Regions from separate parts of the Mus musculus genome. Here region 1 is linked to region 2. Evidence: chromatin contacts called from public ChIA-PET data. All regions are on one chromosome and are shown on one strand. Each heading gives the region's core, a stretch centred on a gene start, on an enhancer-like site or on the middle of the called end of the contact. The rest is flanking DNA. Distances are from core to core; before and after follow the strand shown. Region 1 has its middle 10 kb from the start of Gm51902. Region 2 overlaps Pik3r5 (phosphoinositide-3-kinase regulatory subunit 5).

What was found. ChIA-PET counts read pairs in DNA pulled down with a chosen protein or histone mark.
Region 1: a contact with region 2 is called in an RNA polymerase II ChIA-PET map of memory CD8 T cells, with 5 read pairs. The contact joins two enhancer-like sites.

The regions. Positions count from the first base shown.
Region 1 is chr11:68,938,558-68,941,979 of GRCm38.p6, forward strand. It overlaps a transcript of Arhgef15 not described here. Among named protein-coding and RNA genes, the nearest start is that of Gm51902, 10 kb to the left of the region's middle. Within about 2 kb of position 1,309, at least 351 of the 459 cell types and tissues checked have an H3K27ac peak or open chromatin away from gene starts, as enhancers often do. A contact at or near this core is called in memory CD8 T cells, where this site is marked.
Region 2 is chr11:68,463,054-68,466,715 of GRCm38.p6, forward strand. The region is part of intron 1 of Pik3r5 (phosphoinositide-3-kinase regulatory subunit 5); the gene reads left to right. Among named protein-coding and RNA genes, the nearest start is that of Pik3r5, 33 kb to the left of the region's middle. Within about 2 kb of position 1,303, at least 23 of the 459 cell types and tissues checked have an H3K27ac peak or open chromatin away from gene starts, as enhancers often do. A contact at or near this core is called in memory CD8 T cells, where this site is marked.

The DNA of each region.
Region 1 (3,422 bases), core at 59-2,558, 480 kb after region 2:
AAATAAGTCAATTGCATCCCCATGCCCACATGAAGCCATGTCTCTGTATTTTTAAAAGTGGTATGTTTCTTTAATTATGTAAAATACAAGATGTTGATGTTTCATAGAGATTGTAACTGCAGCATTCTTTAATTCTTTCTGGCGTTTGTCATAATTGTTATTTAAAGAATAGAGTATGTATTACATGTAAACATGATCTTTTCCTAGTTTGAATAAATTCCAAGGTAACTGAAGAAAAGAATCACAGGTTAGCAGAGCTTGATGGTAGACATGCGGAAGCTCAGCCCCGGGGAAATGAAGGCAGGAAGACTGTAGATCTAAGGCAAGCCTAGATGACATATACTGAGTTCCAGGACAGCCTCAGAGACAAGGTGAGGCTGTGTTTCAAAACACAAGGCTTGGTATGGTCGTGTATGCCTTTAACCCCAGCACTCAGGAAGCAGAGACAGGTGGATCTCTTTGAATTTGAGGCCAGCTTGTTCTACATTTCAAGTTCCAGGCCAGCCAGGAGCACATAGTGAGACCCTGTTTCAAACAAACAAAAATAACTAATATTTGGCTACTTATTAAACACCAACTATGTATTGAGCATTGCTCTCAGCACCTTATGCATATTCTTTTTAAGCCTCTCAATAATCCTGTAAGTCACATATAAATATCGTCATCATTATTGTGTGAATCAAGGAACTGAGGCACCGAGTTGAGAAGCCAAGCGATACAGCTTACAAACTGTAGAGTGGGTGTTAGAACACAGGCCAGCCAGCTCCAGGGTGCAGGTTCAAATTCCTGCCTTAACATTTAGCTTGCCATGGCCGTAAACCACCTTTCCTAAGTTCTCCTACTTGGTATTCTTCATGTGTATCTTCAGAGATTCATCCCTGTAACAGATTAACTACCCATAAAACTGCTCAGAGAATCCCTGCATTCTCAATTTAACTAGATGGTAAATTAACAGAATAACATCTGAGTTTGGTTCAGTGAATCACGGGACCAGGTTGGAGGAGAGGCAGGGTCATGTGATTTTACTGGTTTTGTTTGAGGGCTGAGTCTCACCGTGTATAATTCAGGCTAGCCACAAAAGTGCCACAACGCCAATGAATAAAGGACAGACCTATGTAGTGGGTTTGGCCCACTAACGCTAATTACACTCCCCCCCAAAAAACCTGCTTACACAAGTGTCTGCACAAAGCTTCTGGGAACCTGACCCTGCTTCGTTCTGATTGGTAAAGATGCGGGCAGCCAATGGCTGGGCAGGGCAGACAGAGGCGGGACTTTAGGATTTCCGGGTTTGGGATTGGCAAGAGAGAGAAGGGGGAGGAGATCCACCATAGCAGGAGAGTGTGGAAGAGAGAAGAGATGCCAAGCCTCAGAGTGTTCAGGACAGAGAGGCTTGGCGGCCATGTGAAGAAGCCGAGAGATCCCTCTGGGTCCAGAGCAGCCAAGATAGAATTTAGAGTTTAGTAAGTAATAACTCGGGATTATTAGCAGGAGGTGGATTCATTTCGTGGAGGTTGGGCAGTGGCCTAGGATAGAGCTGATTAAAGCATGTCAAAATATAAAGGCTGTGCGTGTGGGTCTTCCATTCTCGAATGTAAAGCGTTGAGGTGTGTAGCAAACCCGCTGCCAGGATCTATATAATATTTTATTCAACAGATTTAACTCTGTACAAAGTGGAATTTATTGGGAGGTAGGGAAGATTTGCTGACAGAATCAGATTCTGAGTAGTAGCTAAAATAAGCAGATCACTGTGAGGGAGGGTGTGTATTTTGGTTAGGACAAAGTGTTTTTATTCAAGATCAAATGTATTTGGTTCACCTTAACCAAAGGAAGAGTGAAGCACATTCCTGGTGCAGGTCATACAACTCCGTAGATTGCCTTAGCTGTTTGTATCTGTGTATAATTTACCAAGAAAGCAGACTCGGTTACTTTGGAGCAATTCTGTGATTGACCTGCCTTGCTTGGCTTCCCATGGTGCAACCCCAGCATCCAAATAAACTAACTATTAAGGAAAGCTTCATTTATTTACTTGATTAGTTAGTCTGTTTGAGACAGGGTTTCTCTGTGTAGCCTGGGCTGTCCTAGAACTCACTCTGTGGACCAGGCTGACCTCATATTCACAGAGATCCAGCTGCCTCCGCTTCTGCCTCTCGAGTGCTGGGATTAAAGGTGTGCACCCCCGTGCCTGGCAAGGCAAGCTATATTTTAACTCACTAGCTACGCTTGCTTGCCCTGGTGCTCTAGGGCTGTGGCAGAGCAGAGGTTGCAGAGCAAAACCTCATGTTGGATAGGAACCAAAAGAAAAAATCACCAAGGTTCCACTCTTCCCTTCAAAGGTTGTCAGTGCCCAGGTTACTTCTTCTTTCTTTAAAAAAAAAAAAATTATTTATTATTATATCTAAGTATACTGTAGCTATCTTCAGACACACCAGAAGAGGGTATCTGATCTCATTACGGATGGTTGTGAGCCACCATGTGATTGCTGGGATTTGAACTCAGGACCTTTGGAAGAGCAGTCAGTGCTCTTAACAGCTGAGCCATCTCTTCAGCCCAGTGCCCTAACTTCTATTAGGTTCCACTTTTTAAAGGTTTCTCCCACCAGCTAACCTTGACTAAGCCTTCAATCCATGCCCTTCAGGGGACATTTAAGATCCAAACCTGTGGGATATGGTGGCACAGGTATGGAATCCTCGTATTCAGAAGGCCAAAGCATAGGGTCAGAGCCATCCTGAGCTCCTACTAAGATTCAGATGCACAAAACAAATAAGATCTGAGCCATTACGCAGCTCAAAATGGCCACAGTTATGTCCAGCAGAGTCTAGCAGACGGCTCGGGATCCGGGTTCTCCTGTGAAGACTCAACAGGAAAAGAGTCTACTCCCAAATCCATCATTCACCAGCTAACCCGTTAACAGCCATTCAGCTTATCGCATTAGCCATTCCTGAGAACCTAATTACTAAGCTGGGTGTGGTTGGTCCAGAACCCAACACTTGGGAGATGGGAGCAAAAAGATGGAGAGTTCAAGGCCAACCTCACAGAAAGTTTGAGGCCAGCTGGGCTGCATGCACACACCCAAACCCACACACACACTTGACACTAAATGCCTATTCAAAAGGCAATATGGCTATATAAAGGCATGGGTAGCCAGAGCTGGCAATCATTGAAGTCTACTTACCATACTCACTAAAAAACTAAAAGTTTCCTCAACTTGACTTCCTTTAGTTGGACCTCAATAACTAATTGTTTTTTGTTTTGTTTTGTTTGTTTTTGGGGGTAGGGTCTCAGTGTGTCTGTGGGCTGGCCTGATATTCTCTATACATATCAAAGTGGCCTCAAACTCACAGAGATCCTCCTGTCTCTGCCTCCCTAGTACTGGGATTAAAGGCAGGCACACACAACCATCTCCAGCTTTTTTTTTTTTTTTT
Region 2 (3,662 bases), core at 53-2,552:
TATGAAGCCAGCCTGGGCTAGCTGGAACATTGTCTCAAAACAAAACTAGGGTATAAAATATCAATTATTATAAAATGTTTAGAGATGAATATGTCTAATTTTTCCTCTTGGAGATAATTGTCATTAGCATATTGGCATGTGATTTTGTTTAGATGGAAATACAAATACGTATAGAAATTTTGAAACAGGACCTCACTATGCAGCACTGGTTATCGTGGTCTTGCTTCCCTGAAACATGGCTACCTGCCTGTCTGCCTCCTGAGTTCTGGAATCAAAAAGCATATGTCACTGTGCCTGGAGAAATCCGAATGTTTTAATAAAAGAACAATTGGGAAAATCTCAAGATTCTTTTGGCCACAATTCCCAGAAACTAGATAAAGATATTCTGCTAGATAAAGCAGAATAAAAGAAACTCTGCAGTTGAGATGCTCCAAACACTTCAAAGCAAAACTCCCCGAGCGAGTTGCCTGTCACCTGCCTTCCTCCTCTCAGTGGAGTCTGTTGGGTTTTCTTGCTCTATGATCATAGAACTCTCCACGGTGCCGTGAGCTCCTGGGTCCTTCACTTCTGTCTTAACAGGATCCCTCTCGTCACTGGCTGCTAACCTGTGAGACCCCAAATGTAGATAGGTGACACTCCCTGCGGTCAGGAGAGGGTGCAGCTGGACAAAGCAGAACTTTCCTTTGTCACCCCCACAAATCCTCTTCTTGCTGAGCTTTTCCATCTCAGCAAATGCACCCCACCAGTCTCCATGAAAGGAGAACGCAGAGGCTATCAAACACCCCATAAGGGTGCATATTCACTTGGGGACTTAACCTAAGTCAGCCGTAATTCCAACTCTACCCAATGTCTATTGAGATTTTTTTAAATTAATTTTTATCATTTTAAATTAAATATATGTGTGTATTTCTGTGGTGGGGGTATGTGGCTTTCAGCTTAGAGTGCCTGTATAGGTGCACCTGTTTCTCTCTGTTTAAAGAAATGTGTATTTCCCCTTCTCTGTACATTTGGAAAGATAGCACCAATTTGTAGTAAATGGTCCCTCAGTGTTCTGGGGAGTTCTGGACTGGACTAAACAGGAGTCTTAAATCAGTGTCTGCTTCATAAAAAGTTGTAAAAACTGGTCCAGAGAGATGGCTCAGTGGAACAGACGACTTGCTGCCAAGCCTGATCCCACATAACAGAAGGAAGAGAACTGAATCTTGCAAGTTGTTCTCTGATCTCTCTACCCACATGCGCACACACCAAGGATGCAGACCTTTATCTGTCTAGCAAAGGGTGGGACTGAGTTCCCACGAACAGTGTGGAGGAAGAACGTGGGCTTTCGGAGTTAGACCAGCTTTGGATGTGTTTCCAGCTCAGGTCATAGAACCTGTGGTGACAGAAACATGAATGACAATGGCTTAACCTCCTTGGGCCCCAGGAATTGTGGGTAACCACTTCAGGAGACTGTGGTAATTAAATGAAATCAGCAGCCGGAGCTGCCTAGCATAGTGTGAGATAGAGAAGACACAGTTGCAAACAGCAAGCCAGCTTTCTGTCTGCCCACCTTCCTCCTTCCCTGGTCCTTCTGCCTCCCTTAATCCTTCCTACACACTCTCAACCTATGGGTCCTGACCCCTTGGAGGGGTCGGATGACCCTTTTGCAGGGGTTCTCTAAGACCACCAGAAAACACAGACAATTACATTATGATTCAAAACAGTAACAAAAATACAGTTACAAAGTAGCAATGAAAATAATGTTATGGGTGGGACTCACCTCAATAGGAGGAACTATATTAAAGGGTTGCAGCATTAGGAAGGTTAAGAACCACTCACTACTCTAGACTGGGATTCATGGAGAATTGACATTTCTGTGTAATATCACACCAAATTTATTTTTTCCACTTGTGGTTAAATGCACGTACCATGTAACATACCATCTTAACTATGTTTGAAGGAACCATTCAATAGCCTTAAAAAGATTGTTTTTTCTTTTAACCATAGTATCCCCAATCTGGCTTCAAACTTGATGTGTAACTGAGGATGCCTCTGAACTCATAATCCTCCTGCCTCTACTTTCTGAATGCTGGGGTTGCAGTTGGGCACTATCACACCTCTTTATGTGGTAGTGAGGGCCACAGCACTTTACCAGGCAAGCCATCCCCCACCCCTGTTCAGTAGTCTTAAGGCCATTGACCCAGGAGTGAAATCTGTCACCAGAACTCGTTTTCATCTTATGCATCTCTACCCATTTAACCACTTCCTATCTCCTTCCCTCAGCCCTTGGCAACCATCATCAACTTTCTGTCCCTCTGACTAACAGCTCCAGGTACCTTACCCAAGTGCAGTCTTGCTTTCCTCATTTGCAGCTTCTTGCACCCAACAGAGATGCTCAAGGTTCATCTGCATTGTAGCGTGTGTCAGGATTTCCTTCCTTTGAGAGACTACACACACACACACACACACACACACGCACACGCACACGCACACACACACACACACACACACACACACAAACACACACATCTTGTTTGTCCATTCAACTCCCCATGGACACTTGGCTTATTTCCAGTCTTTGGCCACAGTATCCAATGCCTCTATGAACGTGGAGGTTCAGGACCTTGCTTCCAGTTACGTTGTGCATCTATCCAGAAGTGGAGTGACAGAATCCTAAGTCGGGCTTGCTGTGAATCTTTAGAGGAAGCACCTTGTTCTCCCGCAGCCCATTAGCCGCTACCTTGTTTCACATTCCCAGGCAGCCTGCACCAGGCTCTGACTTCTTCACAGCCTAGCATTTACTTTGTTGTTCTTTTACTCTAATAGTGGCCATACTGATAGGAGTGGTCCAGTTTTGATTTGCACTTCCATGGTGATGAGGAGTGAAAAGGATTCTATTACCACCAGTGGTATCGTGTATTTGTGTGGGGTCAGCTTGCCCGTGTGTGGAGGTCAGAGGACAGTGTTGTGTAGTCTGTTTTCTCCTACCTTTATGTAGGTTTTAGGGATTGAACTGAGGTCACCTGCTTGTGTGCCAACTGCCTTTTACCTATTGAGACATCTCATTGGCACTGAAAAACCCTATCAAGTGCTTATTAGCCACCTGCATATTCCTCTAGGGAACTATTCCTTCAAGTCCTTCATCTATCTGGGCAGTGATGGCGATGGGGTTGGGGTGTAGTCCTTTGCCTATCTGGATATTAGTTCTTTGTCACCTGAATGACAGGGAAGACTTCTGTTTTGTGGGCATTTCACTCTTGACTGGAGCCTTTGATGCAGAGTTTTGGCTCTTAGATCTAACTTAGTTTTGGTTCTGAGGTCTAATTTGTCCAGATTTTTCTTTTGTGCCCTGGATTCTTTGGTGTGTGGTGCTTTGAAAGAGACGTGTCCCCATAGTCTTGGGCTTTTGAACACTTGGTTCTTGGTCGATGGCATTTTGGGGAGTAAACCCAAAAATGTGCAGCCCTGAGAGTGGACATAGGTCAGGGGGTAGTTTTTGAGATGATGATGATGGTGATGGTGATGATGATGATGATGATGATGGTGATGATGATGATGGTGATGGTGATGATGATGATGATGATGATGATGATAAAGCGCCTCCTCTGCTTCTAGTTTGCTCTGTCTGCTTGCTTGTGGTTAAGATGTGAACTCTCAGCTTCCTGCTCCAGCTACTGTGCCTG